Linked DNA regions of Mus musculus: all the other regions are linked to region 3. A link is a contact called in public promoter capture Hi-C data. All regions are on one chromosome and are shown on one strand. The core of a region is the stretch at or near the end of the contact, and the rest is flanking DNA. Distances in the headings are between cores, read along the strand shown.

Region 1 (4,607 bases), core at 1,513-4,012, 5.5 Mb after region 3:
TTCTCCTGTTTAATGTATATTAATTTGTTTCTGCATGAAAAATTTTCGACCTCCTTACCAAGCACAGTTACTATACAGTTACACAGTTTTAGACAGATGAAAGAATAACTATCAACTCCACCTGAGTCTACCTGTTTATTTCCTCACCCCCAGACTTGAGTACCACCAAACGCTAGTCACCTGAAATGCAACACTTTGCAGGCTGAGCTTGGGAGTGGGGCAGGGTAAAATCATTCATTTATTGAGTGCATACATATTCTGTATGCTAGATACTGTACAGATAAGTTTAATCTTATTAACTAAAAACATGGATCACTGATATATACATATTCTTCTTTAGAATATGGTTTAAGAGGTCTGTGGTTCATATAGACAAAACCTGGATCTTCTATTTTCCACAGGATTCAAATTGCTTTGATTACTTATTTAAAACTACGAAGGTTGACTTGAGGCTATAAAGTTTGTCCTTGGGAGGCTTCTTGTAAATTGCAATTATATTTTTTGTACTTCAAATGAATGTGTATTAGAAACATAATTATACCTGGTGAATATTAGATGCTGGGTATTAATATCTAATACTAATCCCAGTTAGTATTACTATCCCGGTTAGTAATGCCTATTCTCTCATGGCTTCACAGCCGCAAATCTGCCTTTACCCACTCACACTTGTCTCTAGCCAAAGGTGCTTTCCTTAATTAGCACATGACTTAAATTTTACTCTTGACTTTTCCATTGCTTTAGCCTCAGGCTTTCCAAATACAGGCTGGTGGTCTAACTGGGCAAGAAAACCTTTTCAAATTAAAGGTGCTATTAGCCTTGACACTGAATAAATGGAAAAACAATTTGTCAGGATTTGTTTAGCCAATTCAATTTTCTCTGAAAACTCCTATCTCTTATAGTTCAGTCTTGCCTGCAGGCTTTATGACTGTGGTCTTATTTTAGCTAGTTTTGTGTATGTATGTGAAGCCAAGGACCAACCCTAGGTCCATTCCTCAGGAACCATCTAACCTACTTTTTGAGAAAGGGCCCTGGGAAGCACTCATAACCACCACTCCACCTGGCTTTTTACATAGCTGCTGGGGATGGAACTCAGGTTCTCTTGCTTGCTCAGCAAAAACTTTACCAACCTTCCCGTCCCATAGTTTTTATAGCATCCCACCATGAAATTGACCTCTAGAAAAAAAATAGGGTACGTATTCTTCCTAAGCCGATGCAAGACTAATTTAAGAACGTGGTAGGGGGGTTGTGCTCCTCTCTTTAAAGAGAGCAGACAGGTCAAACCTGCTACTGCTTATTTGTTTATTTTAAATTGCCAAAGTACCTGTTGCTTTCTGGGTGGCTAAGCCACATAAATGGTAGTTTTGTTCCACAAGTCTAGCCCAAAGTCCACATATACTTCCGAGGACATCTTTGAAGACCTTTGATTCCTGGTAGTCTCTGGTTGCCACTTATGGAAGAGCAGAGGCTTCTGTTTGCCCTGACTCCTACTCAGCTTGAGGTGGGAGATGACCTAGTGTCAACTAGGTGATTTAGAGAGGCAGAAAGCCCCAAAGTACAATCAATCAGTATGGGAATGTTGAAGCTGTAGAGAGCCTTTGGGATTCCCTGCCGCAGTCCCCTTATTTTGCGGAAGGGGATGTAATGGAAGGATGTGTGACTCAATCGCGACCACCTGTCATGCACAAGCAACTCTCCCACCATTTCATCTGTCTGCTTCACTTTTCTTACCTGGCCCCTTTGGGTCTCACGCTCTGGGCTGACCGAAAAGCGCCTACCTCCTACAGCCAAAGCAGGCAAAAAAAAAAAAAAAAAAAAAAAAAAAAAAAAATACAGCGTCCTAAGCACCCCACATATAAGCACTAAATATTTCAAAAATCTGAATGTCTTCATTAAACCAAACCAAACCCCTGACCTTTACAGTGTGCTCAGTCTTAAGCTCCCCAGGGTTTTGTGTAGTTGTATGAAAGTGCTGGTTTTTAAGGTGAAGGACGGTGACTCTCGTGAGCCACCGTTTCCAACAGCTGGGGAGTAAAACTGCAGTCACCAGAACGGCCACCCAAGGGGGTTTTCTCACCTCCGCCCCTCCGCCAGCCAGGGCCAAGGCTCCTTCACGGTGGCTTTGAGGTGGGAGTTGGCAGGAGGCCTCCAGACGGGGTGGGCGTCGGTGACATCACCGTCCCTCAGCCTCACGCCCGGGCCTGGCGGTAGTAACGGGGACGCCTACACGCGGGGTGTGTAGCCCTGGATGGCCACGGGAAAGCTCCGGCCCTAAGACGTTTCCCAGAAGCCGCGCCGCGCCCTCTGGAGGCCGCGTGGCTCGCCCCACCGAAGCCGCCCGCCGCGGGCTGACGAGCAGCAGAGCCCTTACAAGGGGAAACGGGTCACAGAGCAGAGCGGTCACCGAGTCACAGGGCTCGGGCACGTGAGGTGGTGGCAGTTACCACCGACAACGGGGGCTGACCTATTTCCTGCGAGTGCGCGCTAGGAGGACGGGTCGCGCTCCTGGGCCTGCGTCCTCCACAGTGCCACAGGGGCTCGGAGAGTCCTTCCAAAAACAAACAAAAAGCAAAGGCGCGAAAGGCGGACCCGGCAGGGAGCACCAAGGGAGAGGCTGCCCCGTGGGTTCTCTGCGCTCGGCCTGACCGGCACAGGACAGCGTGCGCATCCTCGCCCGCTGTGCGTGCGCGTGCCCGCTCACCCGCTGCCGGGCCGGGGGGCGGGGCGCAGCGGGGCGGGGCGGGGCGCGCGAGGAGGGCGGTGGCGGTTGGAGGCCGAGGAGAAAAGGCGGCGGTCCGGGCAGGGCGGAGGCGCAGAGGATTGGGACGGGACGGGCCCCGTGCGTGGTCCGGTCCGGTGCGGGGACGCTGCGGAGCCGCCGGGCGCTAAGGCCAGAGAAGCCAGGGTTTGAGCGGCGCTTCGGCCCGCGCGGGCTGGTGAGTGTGGCGAGGCCGCGGGAGGCTGGCGCGGGGACGCGGGCGGGCGGGCGGGCAGCGGCCCGGACGGCGCGGGCCCCGGGGGCGGCGGGGCCGGTGGAGTCGGCGCAGTTCAGAGGCTTCCGTCCGGCTGGCCCCGTCCGGGTCGCGCCCGGCCGCCCGTGTGGCCTGCCCTTGAGGCTCCCGGCAAATGGCGCCCCGACCCCCGGGGACGCGGAACCGGGTGAGACCCCCACCTCCGCCCCCACCCCCACTGAGCGCAGAGGAGCCCCGGGGGACCCCGGAATGCGTGGCTCGCACCCTCTGCCTCGTAGGGACTTGAGGAGTTTGGGCGCAAACGGGTTAAAGGACGGCGAGGCATCTCCAAGTGTCTCCGCGGGATAAGCGAAGTTGGTAACTTTTCCATTCATGGAAGTGAGAGGCGCGGAGGCTTAGCTGTGGCCCTGGTTAAAGCGAGACTTAGGGATCACCCCCCCCCCCCCCAAGTTCCTGGGTTCCAGCTCGTGGAGTCCCAGATTGGAAGCAGGACAGGGAACGCACGGCGGATTCAAAGTCACTCGGGGATTACATTTTAACCTCGACGGAGGCCTGTGTTTGCCGCGTTTCTCCTGCTCCCCTCTCCCTTCTTTGAGTCCCGTGGTAAATCCCGGATAAAATAGATGCTTGGGAAGGAATTGACCTTTTCTTCCATGATTGCTTTGTTGACTGTGATCCAAGATGAAGTTATTTACGGGCATTCTGGTATCAAAGAGGGTTAACGTTTTTAAAACGAAGTCTCAAAAAGTTTCTGAGGTTCTTTTTTTTATTTGTTCCCTGCTAAATTTCAGGCAAAGTAAGTTACATTAACACGCTCTGCACGCTTTTATGTTAGTTTTCCCAAACAATCCTGTGTTGACTGACAAAGAGACAAAGGATACCATGAAGTATCCCTGTTTGATTTTTCTAAAGCATACAGTTTCGTTGAATCACTCTTCTTTATGCTTAGTCACTGTTTCTTGCTGTAGTAGTTTAGTTGAGGACAACATGTTTTGCTAACTTCTTAGATCACCAGTTTATACCCGATACTTAACATAGGGACATAAGCTTTTGTGTGTGTGTGTGTGTGATTCTAGAAATAGTAGGTGTTTTATGAATGATATAAGAAAACTGGAACTCTAATATTTCTGAATGTTTAGATTTAGGTTTAAAGGGTTTTTTGTTTATTTTTTGTCTTAAAATATAAAATACTTAAATAAAATATTCTTTTAAAAGTAATATTGCATAAAATAATTGCTAACACTTCCCATATGGCTTGAGAGGTGCTTTAAGGGCAGACAAACAGGCTTTAGTTAATGTGTTTACTGTTTGATATAGCATGTTTCTAAAATCTAACGCTTGGATAATCTTCTAAATAAGATTTTAAAACTGCTGTTTATTTAATAAAAGGAATTACTCTTGCTGGGCATTTTCCTGGAGAATATTTTTGCATTTATGTATTCAGTGATAAGAATTGTAAGTTTAAAAGGCTGAATAAATATTACATTTCATATTAGTTACGATGGGATAGAAGAGGGTCAGCTTGAAGTAGTTCCTATATGAATAGGAAAATGTTAGTCTGAATACACCTCCCTCAAAATGTGGGTTTTTTTTTTTTTTTAAACAAAATAGGTTGGGTTTTTTGTTTTTGTTTTTTGT
Region 2 (5,029 bases), core at 1,660-4,159, 5.3 Mb after region 3:
ATGTTGTACAGAAGCCTTTTAATTTAATGTCCTCCTGCTGGTCTATTTGTGGTTTTATTTCCCCATGTTTTGGGGGGAGGTCTTGCTTAGGAAAATTACAACCTTGCCAATTTAGTGTAAGGTTTTAGTGTACTGTGTTTTCTCCCAGTAGAAAACTTGCTTAAAGTTAACTCCAAGGAGTTTAAATCTAAGATGAGGTGTTATGGTATGCAGATATGATTGGTATAATCAAATACTACTGTTGTTCAGTATTTCAGGCTGGTAGACATTTAATCTCATTTAAGAACCTACTGAGGAGCCCAGAAACTTGGCAGGGCCTAAAAGAAATAGAGCTAATATTTAATTTTGCTATGTCTCCCGGGAACTGACTTAACACACTGGTGGTAGAGTCAGCATGCACTGTTATTCTGCAGGATGGTGGCTTTGTAAAGGCTCTTCCATTCCCTGCCAAGCAGCAGTTTCCACCAACATACTGTTTCAAAGCCTTTGGGGTATCATATTCACTCTCAAAGTGTTATGCCATTATTTTTGTAATTATAAATGTCATGCTTGAGGCCTTTAGAAAAGATTAAGAATATTTTACTTGTAGCTATCAAATTAGCATCACAAATATTCTTTCACAGGTATCAAAAATTCATCTGCAATACTCCCATTGCTTAAAGTTCTGAGGTAGTTGGGAAAACATGCCTTAGGAGGCGGCTTAGGGTTTCCGTTCCTGTGAAGAGATACTATGACCAAGACAACATTTACAAGGTAAACATTTAATTGGGGCTGGCTTACAGGTTCAGCGGTTCAGTACATTATCATCATAGTAGGAAGCCTGATAGTGTTCAGACAGGCATGGTGCTGGAGAAGGAGCTGAGAGCTCTACATCTTAATTAGAAGGCAGCCACCAGAGACTGTGTCTTGCAGGAGGCAGAGCTTGAGCGCTAGCAGATGGTTTGCTCATGTGGCTTATGGGGGGAAAAGCATCCTTGTAACCTAAAAGTATAAACTGAAACAGTAAATGATGGAGAAGAAACTGTAAAGCTTTATCAGGAGAAAGAGAGCTAAGATTGGTTATGGGGTGGGAAGGCAGAGCAGTACAGAGTAAGCAAACCTCTTATGGAAGAACATGGCCTATAGGACTTCCACAGCTAAGGAGAAATCGGTGAGTGGCTTTAAACTTTAATTACAGGATGACTTTCTTCTGGGGAAATAATTCAACTGTTGACTTTAGGTTGGAGGTAAATACTAAAGCTGTAAAGGTTCTGTGGCTCTTAAAAAGTGTATTGCACGTCCCCCTTGATGGCAGATTATCTGCTTAATAAGTGTTTTCACCGAATATTTTGAGCTCATTGTTGAGATACACTGCTCAGAAAATTAAAAATATATACATTATTTTCAAATTATTGCTTCTAGGTTAATGTACCTAGTTACCCCAAAGCTTCAGTGCAGGTGTCTAGTGAGATTGATATTCTTTTCATGGCCATGGAGCAAGGAGTCACTTTGGTTGTTACATCTTTTTGTTTAAGAAATACATTCTAGGGAGATAGCGGAGAGTGAGCTCAGAGGTTATGAGATCACTCTTCTCTTGCACAAGATCTGAGTTCAGCTCTGAGCACCCATATTGTGTGGCTCAGCCTTGTCGGATAGAGTAGTGATCTCTTTCTTTGCAAACCAGAACTTGTGTTTATTTTTAACACGTTTCTATAGGTGCCTCCTCTTCTGCCAGCCAGGAGCTTGACTGAGCAGCCATCAGCTTCAAAGCAAATCCTCTATCAAGAGAAAGGTACTGTGCTGAGAATTCAGTCAAAATATTTAAACATTTTGATATTTATACTCTGTTTAGACATGATGTATACTTACTGGACCACAACACAGAAACCAGAAAAAAAAATTAAAATTTTCTTAATTGCAATATTTATCACTATGGACTGGATCCAAGCCTAGCTTAGACATGATACAACACACCTGTATTGTTTCCAAACAAGGCAGCTGAGTTATATGAAAAGTGGGGATTCACGTGTAAGATCTGAGTGTGTCCAATAAGTCGGTTCTCCTGTCTGTACTATCATTAGATTATTTACCATCTACTAGGTGGTAAGACACAGTATTTTCATGAACAGATGTCTCACAACAGGGAATTTCCAGAAAGCCAAATAACAAGCGAACCTTTTCCTCCCCTGGAATTAGCTCTGGTGATTACAAAACAACCAAACAAACAAACAAAAAAAAAAATTACTCCACAGAAAAAAATTCGAAGGACATACAAAGCACTTGGTAAACACACTATTGAAATCCTCAGAGGAGAGACTTTTATGTCTACTGAAGATAGAATTCTCCCTTTGGAAAAGATACTGGGAGGCCTGCTTCAGCATAGCTGTATAATTTTTTTTCTCTTAAAACGTTTAAACATTTAAAGCCTTAGTAATTTTCTTGGCAAGAATAAATTTCTCTCTGGCTTCATTTTTCTCAGTTCCTTTTGAAGACATCGTCTCTGCCTTTTTTTTTTTTTTTTTTTTTTTTCCTTAGCAGATCGAATTCTTTTGGTTTAGTGGATTAATTGTATATTTGTTTGGGTATTATAATTGCTCAGCATCGTGAATTCCGTTTTATGTAACTTTCTGCCTTTTTATGAAAACCACAACTCACATCAAGCCTACCGCTCTGGCAAAGAGCCCCGCCCTCTCTGGCAAGAGGTCCCGCCCCTTCTTTCGGGCCCCGCCCATCCTGCATTTGCTAAAGCCACGGGAGGCGGGGAAAAGAGAGAGGCACAACCACCGCGAGACTTAAACCGTCTTCTACCGGGACCTCAGGGACGGGACATGCGCAGAGGTGCTTTTTGAAGCCAACACCGGAAAGAGGGGCGGAGCGTCCCGACTGGTCCTGCGCGTTCGCCTGGAGCGAGCGCTCCTGCTGGCCTCCTCAGCTGGCGCTGGCGGCTTCCGGCCTGGGTGCCAGGCTTCACCCAGCGTGCAGCGCGCATGCGCAACTCCCGCAGGTGAGTGTGGCGACTGTGGGCCCGGGATCTGCAGCCTGCGAGGAGGGCCGGGCCCGGCGACAGGTGCCTGCAGAGCGGCTGAGGTAGGTGAGGGTGCGTGCGGGCTCTGGGGTTAGAGTCGCGGCGGAGGGAGGCTGGCTCTGCGCGTCAGGGAAACTCCGAGGGCTCCTGCGCAGCTCCGGGATCCGGAGTGATCGGCCCTGCGAGGCCCCGCGGCTCGGCCCCAGCCCGGACGTGGGCCGAGCCCTTCTCGCGTGGGACGGGTGCTTGCTGCCCACGCTTGCGTGCTGAGGCCCTGTCACGAGCTGTCCCTCCGGCTCCTTCTTCGAGGATAACTTGCCTTGCAGGCTGGCGGTGCGTGGGACGACAGGTAGCTGGGAGGGATGCAGAGGCCGCCAAGTTAGGCTGGCAAACTCTCAAGCATTACAGTCGCCTGCAGAAGCGCCCTGGCTCCTGTGCATTGTGTGCACTTTGACGCTGCAGGTAGCGCTAGGTTGGTGAACGAAGATGTTGGTTTCTGGTTAAGGTACCCTGTGGGAGGAACGGTATTGTTTACAGTCTTGCCTTTTCACCGTGGTGCCTTTTAATCCACTTGGCTTGAATTTATCATGGCAAGTCTATGTTTTTCTCCTACGTGTTTGCCTTTGCTCCTGTATTTGCCTAGGTCCCATGATCGCTAACACCACTTTATTCTTTGTCTAAGCTTTTACTCTTTGTCTCAGTTAGGGTTTTACTCCCGTGAATAGACACCATGACCAAGGCAAGTCTTATAAAGGATGACATTTAATTGGCACTGGCTTACAGGTTCTGAGGTTCAGTCCATTGTCATCAAGGTGGGAGCATGGCAGCATCCAGGCAGGCATGGTGCAGAAGATGCTTAGAACTCCACATCTTCATCTGAAGCCTGCTAGCAGAATACTGGCTTCCAGGCAGCTCTTGCAGTCACACACTTACTGCAACAAGGCCACACCTATTCCAATTGGTCCAAACCTTTGAATAGTGATACTCCCTGCCAATCACACTGTTAATCCATAAAACTAGTGTGTGTGTGTGTGTGTGTGTGTGTGTGTGTGTGTTCTTCCCTCCTCTGTATAAGGATCGATCGAAGTTTTGTTAACGCTTTGGGATTGTCAAGCTCATTGGAATTAAAAGAGCAGTGGTGTGGGGTTAAATACAACTAACATGTGAGACAGGCATTTATTTCTGATGTAGTGAGAGGTTTGTCTTCCTAGTTGTTGGCCATCAAGTATAGTATTATAATTTGTCTTCTTTAATGGGATTGTTTCTTAACTGAAAATTTCTACCAAACATGAGTGAAACTGTCACAGCATTTGATACATGAGATCATGGTTAAAGTGTTTCTTACCTGTTAGTTTTGTCCTTGAGGTGACCAATTACCAATCCCTTCTGATGGGAAGACACAGTGGGGTGTTCTTGTTGCAGCAGCTTGGTCACACCTTGTTGCTCACACCTGGGTAGATAAGAAAACAGACAGGATAGGAAACAAGACTGGTCCCCCAGGCTCAGCAACCAGCATCGGACTCCCTACTCCTAGGCCCCATCTCAGTTCTGACATGTAATCTGTGAGGAGCTTTTATAGCCAAAGCACAGCAGCTATTACTTGACTTAAGTCTTCTTATCAATTTACCTATTTTGAAGAGTTCACATTATATAACAGACTTAAGTTTTGTGTAAGGGCTACTGAGGAATGTGCCTAGTATCACAGGGTTATTGTTAAGATAAGGAACTGGGTTAGGATGTGCTTCATGAAATGAGGATATTTTCACTGTGAATGAAAGTCAGAGTCTTGTGTGTGAGAGTCCTAGAAAATATCCAGTAGAGGAGTGAGGCCCAGCCTAGGTTTGTGCACATTAGGGCTGTAAGCCTGAATATTGCAATGTTTATGTTTTTGTTTGGAACTATTTCCTCATAAAAGATATATCACCTCAGTGTTGGTAACCTTCACAGCAGATGTACATTGTTAATTTTCCTGGAGTCTAGATTTGCAGTTAGCCAGAGGCTTTAACCAGACTTGACTGTATGGAC
Region 3 (4,288 bases), core at 331-2,830:
AAAGTCTTAGCTCTTCCATATGTTAACTAGGTTTCAGTCTCAGTCCCCAGCCATGTGGCCAAGGTCAAACACCATCCCTTCTTTGTGCAAGGGTGAGGAAAGGTGATTGAAAGTATAAGCCAAGAGAAAACCTTTAAGTCTACTTTGAAAAATATTTAAATGTTCTAATTATTTTTTAAGGTTTCTTCAAGGCTGTAAACCCAGTGGGGGAGGGGAGTTGGGGGCAGCAAGCATTTCCTGAGGAGGAAAGCTGAGCAAAAGAATCCCTTCGTAAACCATTAAATTTCTTATTTTCTAACGGAGACTCGGGTACTCTTTTACAGACACATTCTGCTAAGCTAGTACTTTCTTCTCTTCAAGACTTAATTCCTTTTCTGATGAAGAAAGATTATTGAGGATATATATATATATATAGAGAGAGAGAGAGAGAGAATGAATTACCTCTTCCTTCAGTTGGAAATTTTCTACGATAGAACCGATGCATCTTTCATTGAGATGCCAAGAAAGATAAAAAATTAATAAGAAAATAAACAATTGATTCTCTCTGCTCACCTAAACGTTGGAAAAAGTGACCATTAATTCTTCAAAACACCCGAAAATTAAACAATCCCTCCTCGATTCTTTCATCAGCTAAACACTACAGGCAAACTCACCGTTTTGGAGGAAAAAGGGCGCTTTTTAAAAGGCCCTGCTGACTCCAGGCCTTGAGACTTACTGAGAAGCAGCAAAACAGGGGAGGAAAAAAAAAACTTTTTCCATTTGGTACAGTGGGCAGGCGGGGGCTGGGGGGTCCTTTACATTTGGCGGGAGCTGAGAAGGAGCCCCTAGAAATGCTGAGGGGGTCGGTGGTGGGAGGTGCCCCGAGGGCGCGGTGCACGAGGGAAGGCGGGAGATAAGCGCGGAGCTCAATCTCCCGCGCTCTCCAGCCAGGGCTCTGAGGGCAAAAAGTTACGGAGACTGAGTATGGATGTGAGATAGATGAGTTGTGAAATGGGGGGCGTAGAGGCTAGAGATGGGGCCATCTGGCCAGCTTGGAGTCCCACAGTCCTGTCACAGCTCGAGCATGAGTTGAGGAGGGGAGAGGAGGGGGCATTTGGCGCCCAGGCAGGGGGTGGGGTGGAATGCGGCGCGCAGAAGCCACTACCTTGCACGTCCCCAGTGCAGGGTCTCGGGGTGGGATGGAATAGTAGGACCCCGTACAAGGCCGACCACATCTGTCCCACTCTGCACCAGCCACCCTTGCTCCGCGCCTTCCTCCCAGTCCCGGGCCCAAATAGGTCGCCTGAGGCCCGGAACACCGTGATCTGCAAGCACCCAGTTTCTGAGGCTGCCGCCACAGAGAAAGGATTCCCACGATGCCCGCCTCACACTCACCGTCCACGGTAGTCCGCGCGCCAAGACGGCAGGGACAGGAGGACGGCCGGCGCAGGTCACTGCAGGTGCGCCGGCTCATGCCGCAAAACTCGGGCTCCAATGCTGGGGAGGTGGCGGCGACGACAGGAAAAAGGTGGCCGGCCAGACGAGGCGCCGAGCCGCAGCTCTTAAAAGGCGCCAGCTGGTACTTTTAAAATCTTTGAATTTGGTGCCCAAATCAGAACAGACCAATGGGGCGCGGCGTTTGCACAAGCGTGCCAATAGGCAGGCGGCATGAGAGGACGCCCTCGCTCGCCCAATAGGAGGGCGCGGGGGCGGAGCCAGCCCTGGAGCCTGGGCTCCTCCCACACGCCCAGATCCTCGCCTCCCCAAAGTTGCTGATGGAGCTGGCAAGCACGCCCATGTAGGCGTGGCCTGTGAAGGCGGCTGGTCCTCTGCGCAAACCCGCCATGCTGCCCTCTCCCCGCACCCCCCCTCCGTTATCCCGCGAACCGGCTTCTCCAGAGTCCTCATGTCCTGGGGACAGCTCCGACTTCTGCCTGAAAGTCTGTGATGGACACAGGCGGGCCCCCAGTCTTCCTCCATCGTCTGTTACGAGCGAGTTTGCAGAGCTGCAAACCCGCCACTCTGAGTGCACACCTTCCGGAAAACAAGCCCTTCCCCTGGCTCCGGACCCGCCTCTCTAGGATTTAGGCGCGCTCTACTCTCCCTCCTAAATTGGCTCCACCCCCTGCCTGGAGCTCCTGCGCTTGCGTATTGCGCGGCCGCCACTACGGAGTTGGCGGGTTGGCGCTTGCGCGCGAGGAGCCTGGCGGTTCCCTCCGGGCGGGGCGGACTAGCTGGGGGGGACATGTGACCGGAGAACCGCCCTTGCCCTGGGGATGGCGCGCAGCAGGACCCCGGCGTCCCTTTGCTTGGCGCCTTCCGAAGGCTGAGGGCGCGGCCTAACTTAGATCTGGCCATTGCATTCTTTTTTTCTTTTTTTTGGGTTGGGGGCGGGGGGGCCGGTTCGAGACAGGGTTTCTCTGTATAGCCCTGCTTTGGCCATTGCATTCTTTTGGGTTTTCAACCACCACGAATTCTTAAAAGTGTTAATTTGTATTTTATTTTATGTGTTCTTAACCTTCGTTGGCTAGGCTCGACAGCCGACCTGTTCCCCTAAATAAGTCAGACTCCCGTCTCTTTGGGGTGGAGCGCCCTGGCTGCGTGGATATTTTTATATCAAAGGCGAGAGTGAAAGTATTATTAAGTCTGATGGTGAGCTATAGTGCACCACTAATGATGCTGGGCATGCACGTCTTGAATTTATTTCTAAGTGGTGACAATACACTTAACTTCTTTTCAGACTACAGAGCAGTAAAGCTACAGGATATGCCATTTCCCTCTTGCTTTTCTGCAAGAGCATATGACTTTCTGTTAGTGTTCCATGCAGCTCCTGTGTAAAGCGGGACCAAGATTGGACTGAGTCATACAAACGTTGGGTGGATCCAGTTTTTATCAAATTCTTTTTGTTTATCCCTAGTTTTCTGGCATTTTCACGTTTGGAGTGTTGCAAAAAAAATAGTGATGTAGGTGGTGTTGCTTACCAAAATCTTGACCGCTATTTCTGTTTTGTACCTGAGAACTTTGCCTCTAAGTAAAAAGGCTGAAAAGACACGAGCCCTGTCTTTAAGGAAGTTTATATCCTAATGAGAAGGAATTTGGCAATCAAAATTTTCAGTAAATGAAAGATACTAAACTACGTGTTAAAAGAACTGTTAATAGAGACATAGGTTGAGAATCTTGAATGGTCAGTTAAGTTTGACACTTTGAACTGTATTGACCTCACAAAGAACTACATTAAAAAAAGTGCCTAGAGCTCAAGCAAGGGGGACAGGGGTGTGTGTGTGTGTGTGTGTGTGTGTGTGTGTGTGTGTGTGTGTGTGTTTGCATCCGGAAAAGTCAGAAGCTAGATCATGTGGTATTTGTAGATTGTAAGAACTTTAGTTGGAGTCTTGCTGAATGGATATTAAAATGCTACGTGGTCGGGCATGGTGGCACACACACACACACACACACACACACACACAGGAGCCAGAAAACCTAGTTCCCCAGCAGAGAGAGTTACACAGAGAAACCCTGTCTCAAAAAACAAAACAAAACAAAACAAAAAAAATTGTCTCAAATAATTTTAAATGCTGTACCAGGGAGATCTTTGTGCATGCGAAATATACTTCCTAATGTGAAATAACACTAGATGCAGACCATTGGTGTGTACAATAATGGATTTGGCTTTTAGAGGCAGTGGGAACCTGTCACAGTGCTGAGGAATGACAAGAAAAAGCTTACTATTAGCTTGCCATTCTTAAATATCTTAGCAATATTTTCACTTTATACGATTGTGCTTAGAAGTCTAAGATCTTACTGTGGTTTCAGAGCTAGTCAAGGAGTGTACAAACTTTTGAATCCTCGTGAGATCGGGAAGTATTCTTGAGGGCAAAATGAACCAAGTTCCTTTCAGCAAGAGTCCAGTAGTTCCTTCTGTTATTCCAGGAAGTAATATTCTTTGCTGGAACTTGATAGTACACATTCCTGTTTCTACTCTGCTTAACCTTGGAAACTCCTTATCTTTTATTTGCATATACAGAGAGATGGAAATTTCAGGTGGGAAGGCAAGTTTAGCAAACAACTGAGCACCTGGAATGTAACCTTTGGTTCTTCACTATAGTCTGAAAGTACTTTTCAGCATTTTTTCCCTTCCTGAAGAAAATGGCTGACAGGTTGTTGGAAAATCTCAAGTTTCCACAAGGAGACAAGCATGTTTTCTTACATGCTGCAATAATTTGTCACAGCCCGTGTCAGTTTTCCAGGTTAATTAAGCGTTGACTTTATATTTGAGCTTAATTGTGTTGGAGCAGTATTAACTGATGCTCCT

The links. Promoter capture Hi-C pulls out the DNA fragments that hold promoters and counts their contacts.
Region 1: a promoter capture Hi-C map of pre-B cells shows a contact between it and region 3. The contact joins the promoter of Fbxo30 here to the promoter of Fbxo5 in region 3. A contact is called at or near these places in 3 of 39 promoter capture datasets (cranial neural crest, liver and pre-B cells).
Region 2: a contact with region 3 is called in a promoter capture Hi-C map of pre-B cells. The contact joins the promoter of Shprh here to the promoter of Fbxo5 in region 3. A contact is called at or near these places in 2 of 39 promoter capture datasets (liver and pre-B cells) and 5 of 484 Hi-C or Micro-C datasets (CD4 T cells, CD8 T cells, liver and 1 more).

The regions. Positions count from the first base shown.
Region 1 is chr10:11,278,568-11,283,174 of GRCm38.p6, forward strand. It overlaps Fbxo30 (F-box protein 30), which reads left to right and starts at 2,763. Exons shown (of 3, transcript NM_027968.3): 1 at 2,763-2,933.
Region 2 is chr10:11,146,521-11,151,549 of GRCm38.p6, forward strand. Shprh (SNF2 histone linker PHD RING helicase) reads left to right here and starts at 2,910. Exons shown (of 30, transcript NM_001077707.1): 1 at 2,910-3,066.
Region 3 is chr10:5,803,885-5,808,172 of GRCm38.p6, forward strand. It overlaps Fbxo5 (F-box protein 5), which reads right to left and starts at 1,581. Exons shown (of 5, transcript NM_025995.2): 1 at 1,375-1,581. The coding sequence starts at 1,453.